Regions from separate parts of the Mus musculus genome. Here region 1 is linked to region 2. The links are chromatin contacts, called in public promoter capture Hi-C maps. All regions are on one chromosome and are shown on one strand. The core of a region is the stretch at or near the end of the contact, and the rest is flanking DNA. Distances in the headings are between cores, read along the strand shown.

Region 1 (7,589 bases), core at 3,378-5,877, 380 kb before region 2:
AAATTATTGATGTTAAAAATGGCACAGATCAATTATATGGCTTTTCATATGAGTACACGGGTCCTTTTCAGTAACATATTGAAGTCTTTCTTCTGGAAGTGCTGTGCTATTTGCAAGGTGGGCGAGAAGACTTGTTTCTCATCTAGACTTTACTGCAGTGGTAAGGAAAATTTACTCCCTAATATAAATGCAGGGAACTCTTCTACCAGAGATCTCTGTGGCTATTCACCAGATCTGTGTAAATCGTCAACCCTGTTGAAAGAGGCCAGTAAATTCTTGAGGTTTTTTTTTCCCCTCTCTCTCTCTGATAGTAACCAAAGCCCCAAATTTTTCTTTTTCTTGAATGGTAATAGAAATTATTTTTATTTCTAGTAAGTCCAATGGACTGGCACTGGGGATATAGCCCCGTGGGTAGAGTGCTTGCCTTAGAATTGACTGAGTCTGTAGATTCCATCACTAGCACCACATAACCAGGCATGGGAGTGTTGCCTGCTGTACTAGCAGTCTGGACGTACAAGCAGGGACACAGAAGTTCAAAGTTATCCTCCGATACCACGTGAGTTGGAGGCCAGACAGGCAATATGAAACTATAAGTAAGTAAGTAAGTAAATAAAAACAAAGTACGGGCTGGCAAGATGGCTCAGTGGTTAAGAGCGCCGACTGCTCTTCCGAAGGTCCTGAGTTCAAATCCCAGCAACCACATGGTGGCTCACAACCACCCATAATGAGGTCTGCCGCCCTCTTTTGGTGTGTCTGAAGTCAGCTACAGTTTACTTACATATAATAAATAAATAAATCTTAAAAACAACAACAACAACAAAACACTTTAAAAAAAACACTCCATTGTGTAAATGTACCACATTTTCTGTATCCATTCCTCTGTTGAGGGGCATCTGGGTTCTTTCCAGCTTCGGGCTATTATAAATAAGGCTGCTATGAACATAGTGTAGCATGTGTCCTTCTTACCTGTTGGGACATCTTCTGGATATATGCCCAGGAGAGGTATTGCTGGATCCTCCGGTAGTACTATGTTCAATTTTCTAAGGAACCGCCAGACTGATTTCCAGAGTGGTTGAACAAGCTTGCAATCCCGCCAACAATGAAGGAGTGTTCCTCTTTCTCCACATCCTTGCCAGCATCTGCTCAAGGATAAAAGAACCTCTGGTGGAATCATCATGCCTGACCTAAAGCTTTACTACAGAGCAATTGTGATAAAAACTGCATGGTATTGGTACAGTGACAGACAAGTAGACCAATGGAATAGAATTGAAGACCCAGAAATGAACCCACACACCTATGGTCACTTGATCTTCGACAAGGGAGCTAAAACCATCCAGTGGAAGAAAGACAGCATTTTCAACAAATGGTGCTGACACAACTGGTTGTTATCATGTAGAAGAATGCGAATCGATCCATTCCTATCTCCTTGTACTAAAGTCAAATCTAAGTGGATCAAGGAACTTCACATAAAACCAGAGACACTGAAACTTATAGAGGAGAAAGTGGGGAAAAGCCTCAAAGATATGGGCACAGAGGAAAAATTCCTGAATAGAACAGCAATGGCTTGCGCTGTAAAATCAAGAATTGACAAATAGGACCTCATGAAACTGCAAAGCTTCTGCAAGGCAAAAGACACCGTCAATAAGACAAAAAGACCACCAACAGATTGGGAAAGGATCTTTACCTATCCTAAATCAGATAGGGGACTAATATCCAATATATATAAAGAACTCAAGAAGGTGGACTCCAGAAAATCAAATAACCCCATTAAAACATGGGGCTCAGAACTGAACAAAGAATTCTCACCTGAGGAATACCGAATGGCAGAGAAGCACCTGAAAAAATGTTCAACATTCTTATTCATCAGGGAAATGCAAAACAAAACAACCCTGAGATTCCACCTCACACCAGTCAGAATGGCTAAGATCAAAAATTCAGGTGACAGCAGATGCTGGTGAGGATGTGGAGAAAGAGGAACACTCTTCCATTGTTGGTGGGATTACAAGCTTGTACAACCACTCTGGAAATCAGTCTGGTGGTTCCTTAGAAAATTGGACATAGTACTACCGGAGGATCCAGCAATACCTCTCCTGGGCATATATCCAGAAGATGTCCCAACCGGTAAGAAGGACACATGCTCCACTTTGTTCATAGCAGCCTTATTTATAATAGCCCGAAGCTGGAAAGAACCCAGATGCCCCTCAACAGAGGAATGGATACAGAAAATATGGTACATTTACACAATGGAGTACTACTCAGCTATTAAAAAGAATGAATTTATGAAATTCCTAGGCAAATGGATGGACCTGGAGGGCATCATCCTGAGTGAGGTAACACAATCACAAAGGAACTCACACAATATGTACTCACTGATAAGTGGATATTAGCCCAAAACTTAGGATACCCAAGATATAAGATACAATTTGCTAAACGCATGAAATTCAAGAAGAATGAAGACCAAAGTGTGGACACTGTGCCCCTTCTGAGAATTGGGAACAAAACACCCATGGAAGGAGTTACAGAGACAAAGTTTGGAGCTAAGACAAAAGGATGGATCATCTAGAGACTGCCATATCCAGGGATCCACCCCATAATCAGCTTCCAAACGCTGACACCATTGCATACACTAGCAAGATTTTGCTGAAAGGACCCAGATATAGCTGTCTCTTGTGAGACTATGCCGGGGCCTAGCAAACACAGAAGTGGATGCTCACAGTCAGCTATTGGGTGGATCACAGGGCTCTCAATGGAGGAGCTAGAGAAAGTACCCAAGGAGCTAAAGGGATCTGCAACCCTATAGGTGGAACAACATTATGAACTAACCAGTACCCCGGAGCTCTTAACTCTAGCTGCATATGTATCAAAAGATGGCCTAGTCGGCCATCACTGGAAAGAGAGGCCCATTGGACATGCAAACTGTATATGCCCCAGTACAGGGGAACGCCAGGACCAAAAAAAATAGGAATGGGTGGGTAGGAAAGTGGGGGGGGGAGAGTATGGGGGACTTTTGGGATAGCATTGGAAATGTAATTGAGGAAAATACGTAATAAAAAAAAAAAGAAAACAGTCACTTGAGTGGATTTGGAGAGTCCCGTGGAGATGACACATGGCACCCCACAGCTTCCTGAGTCATCATTTTATTTCTTTAAAAAATGCAATAAACTTTATTGTATAAAAAAAATTCGAGTAAAAAAAAACCATCACGCACTGAGAATAAGCATATCTGAAGTCTGTACATCTCAGTGCACTTCTAAATCAGTGGTTCTCGACTTGTGGGCTATTTGGGGGAGTCAAATGACCCTTTCACAGGGGTCACCTAAGACCATCGGAAAACATAAATATCTACATTACGATTCGTAACAGTGGTAAAATTATGAAGTAGTAATGAAAATAATTTTATGGTTGGGAGTCATCACAGCCTGAGGAACTGTGTTAAAGGGCCACAGCGTTAGAAAGCTGAGACCCACTGCTCTAACAGACCTTGTGTGAATTCTTCACTTCTCAGTTCTGCCCCTTGAGGGCACCAGAGACTGCCCAGCTTTACAGAGCTTTACTCTGTAAAGGAGGCCAGACTGCAGTCAGCTGTGCATCTGTGAAGTGGTCAACGGGCTGTCAGCAACCAGAGCCAGGGTACAGCTCTGAAGCCGTCCTCACAGCCGGCGATCACCTCAAGGAACACAAACAGGGACAGAACCCAGGAGCCTTGAGTTCTAGCTTCCATTCGCCATCGCTGAGTGTGGCTCTGAGTTCTATATCCGGTGTTCTGGGCTTAAGCCTCTTCCCATATGAGATAGTGGTAAGAATATTCTCCACATTTAATGCTTCATACTCCCCAAGTAATAAGGAAAGCCAAGCTTGGTGGCACAGGCCTGCATTTCCAGCTACTCCGTAGACAGAGGCAGGAAGGTTGCAAACTTAAAGCCGACCCAGGCAACTTGGCTAAGACTCGATCTCAAAATCAAAAGAAGTCTAGAGATGCAGCTCAGCGGCGTGGTGATGGCTTAGTAAACACAAGGTTCTGGGCTCAAATCTCTAGCACCAATGGATTTTTAAAGATAATAACATTTTGGAATACCTGCAAATAATTACAACAACATTGATTCTGATTTTTTTAAATTTACTTATTTATTTTATGTACATGAGTACACTGTAGGTCTCTTCAGACTCACCAGAAGAGGGCATCATCGGATCCCATTACAGATGGTTGTGAGCCACCATGTAGTTGCTGGGAATTGAACTCAGGACCTCTGGAAGAGCAGTCTGTACTCTTAAAAGCTGAGCCATCTCTCCAGCCCAGATTCTGACTTCTTGCGGCCTTTGAAAGTGTACCTGTTTTGGGCACTATCTCAGTGTCACTAGAAATGTGAAGTTATGACCAAGATGGCTGGCCTAGAAGTATAATGCCTATAGCAACAAAGAAGGAAAATGAGACTCACGCAGTAGATTAAGGGTGGAAAGCTTGGATGATCTTAGTGGAACAAACAGAGCATAAGCAGGGTTTTGGGCTCACTCAGGCTCCATTGAAACCTGGACCTTTGTCTCAGATGAGCTTTCTCTTCACACTCGAGTCCCACACAATGCTCTGCCTCACAGTGACTCACTGGTGTGAGAAGAGAAAACACACGTATGTAGTAGCATTGCTCCTGCATGCGTCAGCCAGGTGAAAGCAAGCAAGCACTGAAGGGCTGGCCCTGGCTGAGGCTGGAAAATGAACAAGGAGGCACAAGCTATGGAGGAAACTCTTTTGTGAAAAGAGAATGTTCCGGCAAGCAGGGGCCCTGGGTCACAGTCCCAAAGTGAGCAGTATGCAGGTTGGACTTGGGATCCAGGCCATTGCAAAGGACACAAGACACTATGTGGAGAGTGATAGAGAGGGTAGTCTTCCCTGCTGTGGTCGCCATACACCAGATGGTGAGAGGAGGTGTGAACTTCTGGATTTCATTGTCACTATGCTGGGGACAACATAAACATTGGGCATTTTGTCTTGTAGTGATGTCAGGTGACCCATGGAGCAGTGAAGCAAGAATGATGTTGGGAGAAGAAAATTGCTCAGAGAGCCTCGGAGTCAATGGGGCCTCTGGGAGCTGTTCTAGAAGGCTTTGCCATCCTAGATTAGCCATCCCTGCTTCCCCAGGGGAACCGTAGAGAAGCAACTTATGTTTCCTTTGGTCTTGGCTTTATAGCTGGTCCTCTTTCCAGAAAGCTCCCCCCACAAAGGGAAGGACAGCAAGTTTACAGAGCAGGTGACAGAACCTGAGGACTAAGGAAAAGGAAGCCCTGGACAGGCTCCTGTGGACAGGCGTGTCTCATCTCCAACCCTGACCCCACTGTTATTACATCTACCTACCTGCTGGGCTGGCCTCCAAACTTGAGCCCACAGTTACATCTACCTGACCTTGGAAAATCTCATAACCCACCTGAGCCTCAGTTTCCTTGTCTACATGAGGGTGGGGGTGGGGGGGGTACCACGATTGCCTCTCCCTCAGAAGTTTCTCATGAGGATCAGCCGAGGTAATGAATTAAAGAGAACTTTGTATGCTCTAAGAAGTGGTTGGACATAAGTCGATCTAAAAGACAGACAGAAGCAGTGGGTATGTATCAGAGAATCAGAATTATTATTCCTCCCATTCTGTGTTTTGGAGAACCCCGAGGTGTTGCCAGAACCCCTTCTAATGGGTGACTGCAGGTGCTGAAGAACTGGGGTTGTAAGAGGCTCAAGAGTGCTCTATATGCGGCTTAAACCCTTGCGTCTGTCTTCACCAGTCTGGTATGGTACTCTAACTGGCTGGCAGAAATCACTTTTTGTCATAAGCTGGGGGCGGTGGTGTGTGGCTGAAGGAGACCTACACATATTGCTTGTAGTTCTCTATTTTGTACAGGAGAACTCCTTCTACCTGGTTTGGTTTCCTACCACTTGTGGCAATCAACAGTAGTAACTGGAAAACCAGTAGGCCACAAATACCTCCCTAGAATACCAGTCTATCCCAGCTACATACTGTGGTTAAATAACCAGGTGAAACAGTCACTCACAGGCAAGTCTAGTCACAGGGCCTAGGAAGAGATATCCTTGGGACTATATTACCAAATTGCCACATCTGGGGTTTGTTTGTTTGATTGGTTTGGGGGGGGGGGCGTGTACGCACACGGGGTAGGAGGCACAATCTAAAAAAGGATCTTGTGGTCCAGTGGTCTTGGACTTGTTATGTAGATGAAGATAACCTTACTCATGATTATCTGTCTCTACCTCCCAGGACTAGGTTACAGTCTTGGGCTACTATGCCAGGTTTAAATTGGATTGGAACCCAGGGACATGCTTGGTAAGCACTCTGTCAACTGAGCCACATCCTGAGCCCTAAAATACATCTCTGAAAGTCTGGGTGACCCTTCTTGCATGCATGAGGTTAACACTCAGTCACTGGGCTCCATCTCCAGGTCCTGGGCGGGCCCTCTTATCTAAGTGCACCACTAATGCAGTCATGATGGGCCTTGGACAGCAAGTGTCTGTTAGGAGCTCACAACGTGATAAGAAATGTGATACATACTTATAAGTAATGCATGATGTCATTGTTTTAAAACATTTATTTTGGTAAAATATACTTAACAAAATTCATCTTAGCAGCCGTTTCCTTCTTTGGAAGATCAGATTCATGTTAATCAAGAGGGAGAAAGGAAGGGGGAAAGGAAATCTACTCTGCTAAAGTTCTCCCAGCATGGCACAAAACTCCCAAGGATCTGGCCTTCAGTTGTGTGTTGGGGCCAGGGGCAGTGAGTGCAAGACCGTGGTTCCAACAAGCAAAGAGGCAGAAGATGCGGTCCTCCCCATCTCAGGCCCCAGACTCAGCCCACTCTCCAGCCCTTGAGCTCTGCAAGTTCAGTGTGCTCCTGGCCCGGGTTCTGCCTCTTCGCCACAAACACCCTCCGTCCTGACAGGGTTAGCAGAAACATGTGTTCTCCACAGACCACAGACAGGCACTTGAAGTGATGCTTGTGTTATGCTTCGATACAGCCAGAAGCCACAGACTAACCCGCTCCAAAATGGTGCTGGCTGCTTGCTTGCCATTGTCAAGTACCCAAGTACCTAGTTTAATATCTAGCATCCCCAAGGTTTATCCAGGTGTTGAGTTCCTCCCTCCCTCCCTCCCTCCCTCCCTCCCTCCCTCTTTCTTTCTTTCTTTCTTTCTTTCTTTCTTTCTTTCTTTCTTTCTTTCTTTCTTTCTTTCTTTCTTTCTTTCTTTCTTTCTTCCTTCCTTCCTTCCTTCCTTCCTTCCTTCCTTCCTTCCTTCCTTCCTTCCTTCCTTCCTTCCTTCCTTCCTTTCTTTCTTTCTTTCTTTCTTTCTTTCTTTCTTTCTTTCTTTCTTTCTTTCTTTCTTTCTTTCTTTCTATGCTTTTTTAGGTTTTGGACACCTAAAAGGACTTCACCATGCAGCACTAGCTGGCTTGGAAACATACCTAAGTTGCTATATAGAGCAGGCTGCTCTTGAACCTGCAATGATCCTCTTATCTCCTGCTCTTGAGCGCCGGAGTGTTAGATCTGCACCCCCACTCCCAGCTAAGAGTTATCTTCATTTTCTTATCTTTTCTCTCATTAT
Region 2 (6,897 bases), core at 344-2,843:
AGCTTTAAGTTCTGAATCCCAGCACTTGTCACTCATCTGCCCAGTATGGCCCCGGGTGAGGTGAGGCTCCACTTGGCTGTATCTTATGGTGGCAGCTGTCATAATGTAGAGAGGGGAAGGCCACATGGAGAAATAGTAGGGCCATTCTAATTCCTTTGATAATGACACTCTTAGAAAGAACAAAGTAAGTGTCCCCTAAGATCCTTCCAAGGGTAATAGTTCCAGTGACCTATGGTCTCCACTTAGGCTCCATCTCTTGAAGACCCTACCACCTCTTAACATCACTACATGGAGACCATGACTGTGGCACATACTACCAATGGATACACACCAAAAACACAAACAAAAAATAAACAATCACCTGAATATCACTTGCAGATTGAAAGCTAAGATACACATAATGTTGTCTCTCTCGAGGGAGTTTCTTTGGCCACACGTAAGGAAACAAAGATCCCTCACTATATCACAACTAGTAGTGACAACCACTTTTGCCTTCTGACCTTTCTCCAGAATCTAAGAGCACTCTACTCCAGTAACACTGATTCTTTGTTCACCTGGACTTCAGTCAAGCTCCCAAACCTCCTAGGCCTGCCTGTACACTTCTTTATAAAATTCAGCTTTCTCGAAGCTCCAAAGCTTTGTATCTTGTCAGCTTCTTCATCTGCCCCCAGATGAAATCTGATCGAAATGGCCTTTCCTCAGCTAGAATCCCAGGGTCATTTTAGCTGTACTTTCCCTTGTCTTAAAGTTTCCCCTTAGTTCTTTTCCATGTACAGACCCCCATCCTTCTCCTTGCCATTAATTTATACTTATTCATATTGTATTCAGAGTTAAAGCCAATCTTTCCCCCTCCCCCACCAAAGTCACCATTGCATCAATCTCTACACCTGTCAAGAGGACCCTGAATAAAGTCTTCCTCAGTTTCTATAACAGGCATGATAAAGGATTCAGTGTTGCTCTATTTCTTCATCTATAAAATGACAATGGATCCTGCTTGTCTCACGAGAGCACAAAAAGGATAAAAAGAAATGAGGAAATGCAGTTTGGTAAAGCCCTTTACCAACCTGAAAGCATATGAAATCTTAGCATTTTAAATACTGCAAGTGAATGCAGCCAACCAACCTTTCATGCAATAGTAAAGCCCCCCCCTCGGCCCCCGCCCCCGGCCTTCTCCACATCACATAAAGAGGCATGCAGAGAAGATGCTGCTCTGTCCGTTCTTTCTCCCCATCACCTTCTCTCCTTCCTTCCTTGTCTACCCTCTTCTGTTGTCTCAGACTCTGCTCATGTGGCATGCACAACTGAGAGAGGAAGGCCAGCAGAAGAGCTGGGCAGGGATATCCTTCTGTCCTCTCCTGGCAGTGCCTGGCCCATTACTATTCCAAAGTAGAATGAGATACAATTCCCTGAGCATATGGCTGCCATCAGGGTTCAACTGCATGAAGATGAGGATACTCACGAGACACAGAGGCACAGGGCTCCTGGCACAGACTCGCTGTCTCTTATCAGAAAGTTGCCATCCACACCTCCCTTGAGGAGCAGGGCTTCACACTCTCGCTTGGTCAGGCAGCCATGGTAGTAAGGCAGATCCATGGAGGGTTGTTATGTTTAAACCGCCCTGTCACCCTGAGATCAGTCCCAGGCCAAGGAGGCGCTGTGATGAGGGAAGTGAAGAGGAGTGGAAGGTCTGTTCCTCCACTGTGGTCTAAACAAATGAGGCTGCTCTGTGGGGTCAGTGAGCTTTACACGACTCAGGAAATGAGAAGGGAGGGAGATGGAGTGACCATGACACTTCAGCCTAGAGGTAGGTGGTTCGAATATGATTCACACAAGTGAGCGAGTATACCTTCTACCTGAGTCAGTGCTGTTTGTGGCTGTAGCAGCAGCACTAAAGTCAAGCTTCCTAGGGCCAGGTTACAGCATATCTCGTACAGATTTTCACCCCTTCTGGCTACTAGTGTGCTTCCTAGGGGCCATACCACTAACCCTGCTGCACTAGGTATCCATTTCTGCTTGGGCTTTTTCTGATCGTGCTCTGCATTAATGGCCATCTATTCAAAAGTAAGCTTCCCTAATGAAGGTTGAGAAATGCCCTGCTCTGTGGATACAATAGTAATAAGTTCTTAGGTTTAATACCATGTTCATTTAACAAAGTAATAGTCCTATGTCCTTCCCTAAGTACAAGAACCTCTCTAGCCATGGGTTCTTAGCCCCAATAGCACTATCAAGAATGAATCTCTGTTTTGGGAGCATCCATCATAGAAGACTACTTGGATATGGTTTTAAACTGATAGAAAGTCTTTATTAGGCTCTCTCTCCTTTGCCTGCTTCCCGTGTGAGACTGAGCAACTGCTAGATCCTTGGACTTCCATTCTACAGCTGCTACTGACCATTGTTGGGAGTTGGACTGCAGGCTTGACTGGAAGCCCATCACAGCAGAAGAGAACAAAGCACTTTAACCTTTAAAGACACAGAATTCTACCGGTAACCGGTAACAAACCTCAGAACCACAGTTAATTAGCACAGACAGACCTGACAAGATTTATCATTTGTACTGATCGGTGCGACTCCCCAATTATACCGTTTAATTTTAATTACTTTACTTTTTAAAAATGTTTAATAAGAGCATCAACTTTTAAGTTACTTACATTAAATGTCTTTAAATTATTCTTAACTGAGCACTGTTTTGGCCAAACTTTTTAATTGCTCACCTTCCTTGCTGACTTGAAGCTTGCAGTCCCAGTTCCTGCCCAATGGTTTCTTTTACTCAGTGGACCATTAGTAAAATGCGTGGGAAAAGTTGGACTGAGATTGGGCAGAGAGGGAGCACCCTGCAGGATGTCATGCTCAGGAGACTCAGAGGGAGCACCCTCAAGGACCTCGTGCTCAGGAGACTCAGAGGGAGCACCCTCCAGGACCTCGTGCTCAGGATACTAAGAGGGAGCACCCTCCAGGACCTCGTGGTCAGGAGACTCAAAGGGAGCACCCTTCAGGACCTCGTGCTCAGGATACTAAGAGGGAGCACCCTCCAGGACCTCGTGCTCAAGAGACTCAGAGGGAGCACCCTCCAGGGCCTCGTGCTCAGGACACTAAGAGGGAGCACCCTCCAGGACCTCGTGATCAGGAGACTCAGAGGGAGCACCTTCCAGGACCTCATAATCAGGAGACTCAGAGGGAGCACCCTCCAGGACTTGGTACTAGAGAGACTCAGAGGAAGCACCCTCCAGGACCTCGTGGTCAGGAGACTCAGAGGGAGCACCCTCCAGGACCTCGTGCTAGAGAGACTCGGAGGGAGCACCCTCCAGGACCTCGTGCTAGAGAGACTCAGAGGGAGCACCCTCCAGGACCTCGTGCTAGAGAGACTCAGAGGGAGCACACTCCAGGACCTCGTGGTCAGGATACTCAGAGGGAGCACCCTCCAGGACTTCGTGCGCAGGACACTAAGAGGGAGCACCCTCCAGGACCTCATGCTCAGGAGACTCAGAGGGAGCACCCTCCTGGATTTTCATGCTCAAGAGACTCAGAGGGAGCACCCTTCAGGACCTGGTGCTCAGGAGACTTAGAGGGCTCACCCTCCACGACCTCGTGCTCAGGAGACTTAGATGGAGCACCCTCCACGACCTCGTGCTCAGGAGACTCAGATGGAGCACCCTCAACGACCTCGTGCTCAGGAGACTCAGAGAAAGCACCCTCCATGACCTCATGCTCAGGAGACTCAGAGGGAGCACTGTCCAAGACCTCGTGCTCAGGAGACTCAGAGGGAACACTCTCCAAGACTTCATGCTTAAGAGGAAGACGGTGATTGAACCATAAATCAAGGTAGAACTGTGAGTCTGGTACTGTAACAGCCAGATGATACCTTCCCATCCACTCAGGAAGCCAGCCTGCTCTGTCATGTCACCCAAATGTCTCTAGTGAACATTTCAAGAAGCCTAAGAAAAATCTGTCTCATCTGGCCACGATTTGATTGACAAGTCCAGTTTCTCTATTTTTTTGTCAGTGCTTCCCAACTTAAGATCAATCAGAACAGGCCAATATGTTCCACAATCCATTCACGTAGGAACTCTGCTTAAAGCTACCACCTTCATCTTCCTGGTGACAAAGGCTTCCAATCCTGCCCTTCTCTATTTCCACTGTTCAGTGTTCCCATTCCCAACCTTCTCTCAACACTTTGCCATAGCAGACATAATGGAGATTATGCTGCCTCCCAAGGCATAGCGAGCTGGGAACAAACAGCCAGCACCTACTCTATCTTGGGTGATCTTCATTTACATAATAACTGCAAGAAAATTGTTGAATTGAGAATGAAACTGAGTAATGAGTTATCTCCAGGGACTCCAGACTAATGCTCATACAGCTAGCTCTGTTTCTGTCCTTAGTCTTTGAATGATTGTGATGGCCTCACTCATTGTTGATAGCTCCTACTTAAACTAGTTGTCCTTTGCCTAGTCTCTGTGTTGTTCTTAGTAAAACCTTGGACAAAAACAATGCCCAACTTCTGGCCCATTTATTGACTTAATTATTGCTTCAGTGCCTTGCAGTAGATCTGTGTATCCAAACATCCCAATACAAAGGAGATTTAGAAGTATCGGTAACTTTCACAGCAGAGGGAATTCCCAAGGCCCCAGATCTTCCACAGATGTACACTGGAGGAAACGGTTCTGGGCTCTTAGTGTATTCCTCAAAAAGCCCTGTGGTGTTCTTTGATTGATTCCCTTGGCAAGGGAGACAGATACAGACTAATGCTCTGTATACATGTTTGGAATGTGTATTGATTGAACTTGTGCAATGCAAGTCTAGATTTCTTTTTGTTGCATTTCTTCTTTCTCTCCTAGGGAAAATTAATGCATAATTGCATGCTCTGTCAGTTGCTGGCATCACTAACCACCAGATGCAATGTCTCCTTATGCTCACAGTTCTGGGGACACACTGTGAGTCCTCTACCCCAGGCTGTGCCTTGCTCATGTGTAGCTGAGACAGGAAATCACAAGCTGGAGATGATGACACTTTCTGTACTGAGTGCTTTTCCCCCTTATCCTCCTGTTAGCTCAAACGTGTGCAGAGATGGTATGGCTAGACTTCTGGCTTGGCTGATCAGCAGGGATAATGCCTTTGAATAGCCTAAGCAAAAGTATTAGAAGATAGAGCTTGTTACAGTTTAAATATGCTTGCCCAGGGAGTGGCACTATTAGAAGATGTGGCCTTGTTGGAGTATGTATGTCCCTCTTGGAGTAGGTGTGTCACCATGGGTGTGGGTTTTAAGACCCTCATCCTAGCTACCTGGAAGCCAGTATTCTGCTATCAGCCTTCAGATGAAGATGTAGAACTCTCTACTCCTCCTGCATCATGCCTGCCTGGATGCTGCCATGCTTCCGGCCTTGATGATAATGGACTGAACCTCTGAACCTGGAAGCCAGCCCCTATTAAATGTTGTCCTTATAAGAGTAAAAAAAAAAAAAAAAAAAAAAAAAAAAAAAGAAAGTCTTTATTAGTGGGCCAGCAATTACACTGGGTATTTGAGATCCCAGTGTATCCTTGAGTGTTTTGGGGTGACCTTTTAAGCACAAACCCACATCCTAGTTTAACACACCTTAGCAAGAGCAGCTAGCTTGAAGCAGAACCGCAGAGGGCAGTAGGCAAGGTTAGTACCTTTTGGAGACTTCACTAGATCTGTGGACTTTGATGGGTTAGATCTTTATTCATTCTGGAGCAGTGGTTCTCAACCTTGTGTGCTGTGGGTCACACATCAGATATTCACATTATGATTCATAAGAGTAGCAAAACCATGATCATGTAGTAGCAATAGAAATATTTTATGTCTGGGGAGTCTCACAACATGAGTAACTGTATTAGAGGGTCACAGCATTAGAAAGGTTGAGAGCCACTGTCTCAGCACGTAGCAGTGCCTATATTATGAGTTTTAGCTCCTGGATGACATTTTCATCGTGACGTCAGTTTGCTAAGGCCAGGTGGCCTACTAAGGTCCAGGGGCATGTTACAATTTCAACTAGTGTAGTGAGACTTAATTCCAATCAGAAGTCGTGTTGGTTACTTCTATGTCATGTGTTGCACCAGTGGGCATTATCTTCCTGGGCTGGTCATCATTTTATCTCATAGGATCCACAGCTAAGTAAGAGTCATGATTATAACTCCAGACCCCACACAAACACATAATTAAATATAGTATAATTCTTTAAAATATTTTTCTGTTCATGGAGTAATGTTTCTTTTTGAGATTCTATGTTTAAAAAAAAAAAAAGCCACTAGGCACATGCCTTTAATTCAAGGACTTGAGAGGCAGAGGCAGAGGCAGAGGCAGATGGGTATCTGTGAATTGTGATCCATTTTGTAGTGCAATGCATTTTTACCTTTGGTTAAGTAACTGAACATATGCATAGAGCCCAGAGCATAAGGGGACATTATTTAACATATCATACTTTTCCATTCATGAGGACCAGCGAATCCTCCCACCACTTAAAGTATCCTTTGACTCAAAAGGGACGAAGCAGACCCTGTTTCAGTTTCCCCATCCTCATGAAGTCACACTACAAAGAGTCATTTCACACAGCGATCTGATCTAGATCATGTGTGTTAACAGATCAGATACGGTTTCCTGTCCATGATTGCCACAACTCTCTGATCAGGCTGTCTTCTGCTAGGCTAACTGTCTCTGTAGCATCTTATTCTTGTGTCAAACTCTTCACACTATTCTCGTTTTCTCTGAAAAAGCTCAAAAGGTCATGGTTTACTATTCTTTTACAGCAAAGAAGGGGCTTTTCTCCAGCAAGCATGATCGCAAGATTCCTCAAATGAGGAGTGTGGGGGGGGGCGCTACAAGCAAGCCTCAGTTCTCTGCTTTGGTGATTTGTAATGTGCTTCCTAAGTGACCACTCAACA

Evidence for each region. Promoter capture Hi-C pulls out the DNA fragments that hold promoters and counts their contacts.
Region 1: a contact with region 2 is called in a promoter capture Hi-C map of trophoblast stem cells, with 2.9 times the contacts expected there. The contact joins the enhancer-like site here to the promoter of Sh2d1b2 in region 2. A contact is called at or near these places in 24 of 39 promoter capture datasets (the 3T3-L1 cell line, 3T3-L1-derived adipocytes, the C10 cell line and 15 more), 2 of 15 datasets of contacts at CTCF or cohesin (the NIH/3T3 cell line and pro-B cells), 82 of 484 Hi-C or Micro-C datasets (3T3-L1-derived adipocytes, the AML12 cell line, the AtT-20 cell line and 49 more), 6 of 115 datasets of contacts at active chromatin or transcription factors (bone marrow-derived dendritic cells, differentiating embryonic stem cells, embryonic stem cells and 1 more) and 4 of 9 other capture datasets (adipose tissue, embryonic stem cells, liver and 1 more).

The regions. Positions count from the first base shown.
Region 1 is chr1:170,609,354-170,616,942 of GRCm38.p6, reverse strand. No RefSeq gene overlaps it. Among named protein-coding and RNA genes, the nearest start is that of Nos1ap, 23 kb to the right of the region's middle. Within about 2 kb of position 4,627, at least 18 of the 459 cell types and tissues checked have an H3K27ac peak or open chromatin away from gene starts, as enhancers often do. A contact at or near this core is called in cerebral cortex, stem cell-derived neural stem cells and trophoblast stem cells, where this site is marked.
Region 2 is chr1:170,227,567-170,234,463 of GRCm38.p6, reverse strand. Sh2d1b2 (SH2 domain containing 1B2) reads right to left here and starts at 1,593. Exons shown (of 4, transcript NM_001033499.1): 1 at 1,460-1,593. The coding sequence starts at 1,593.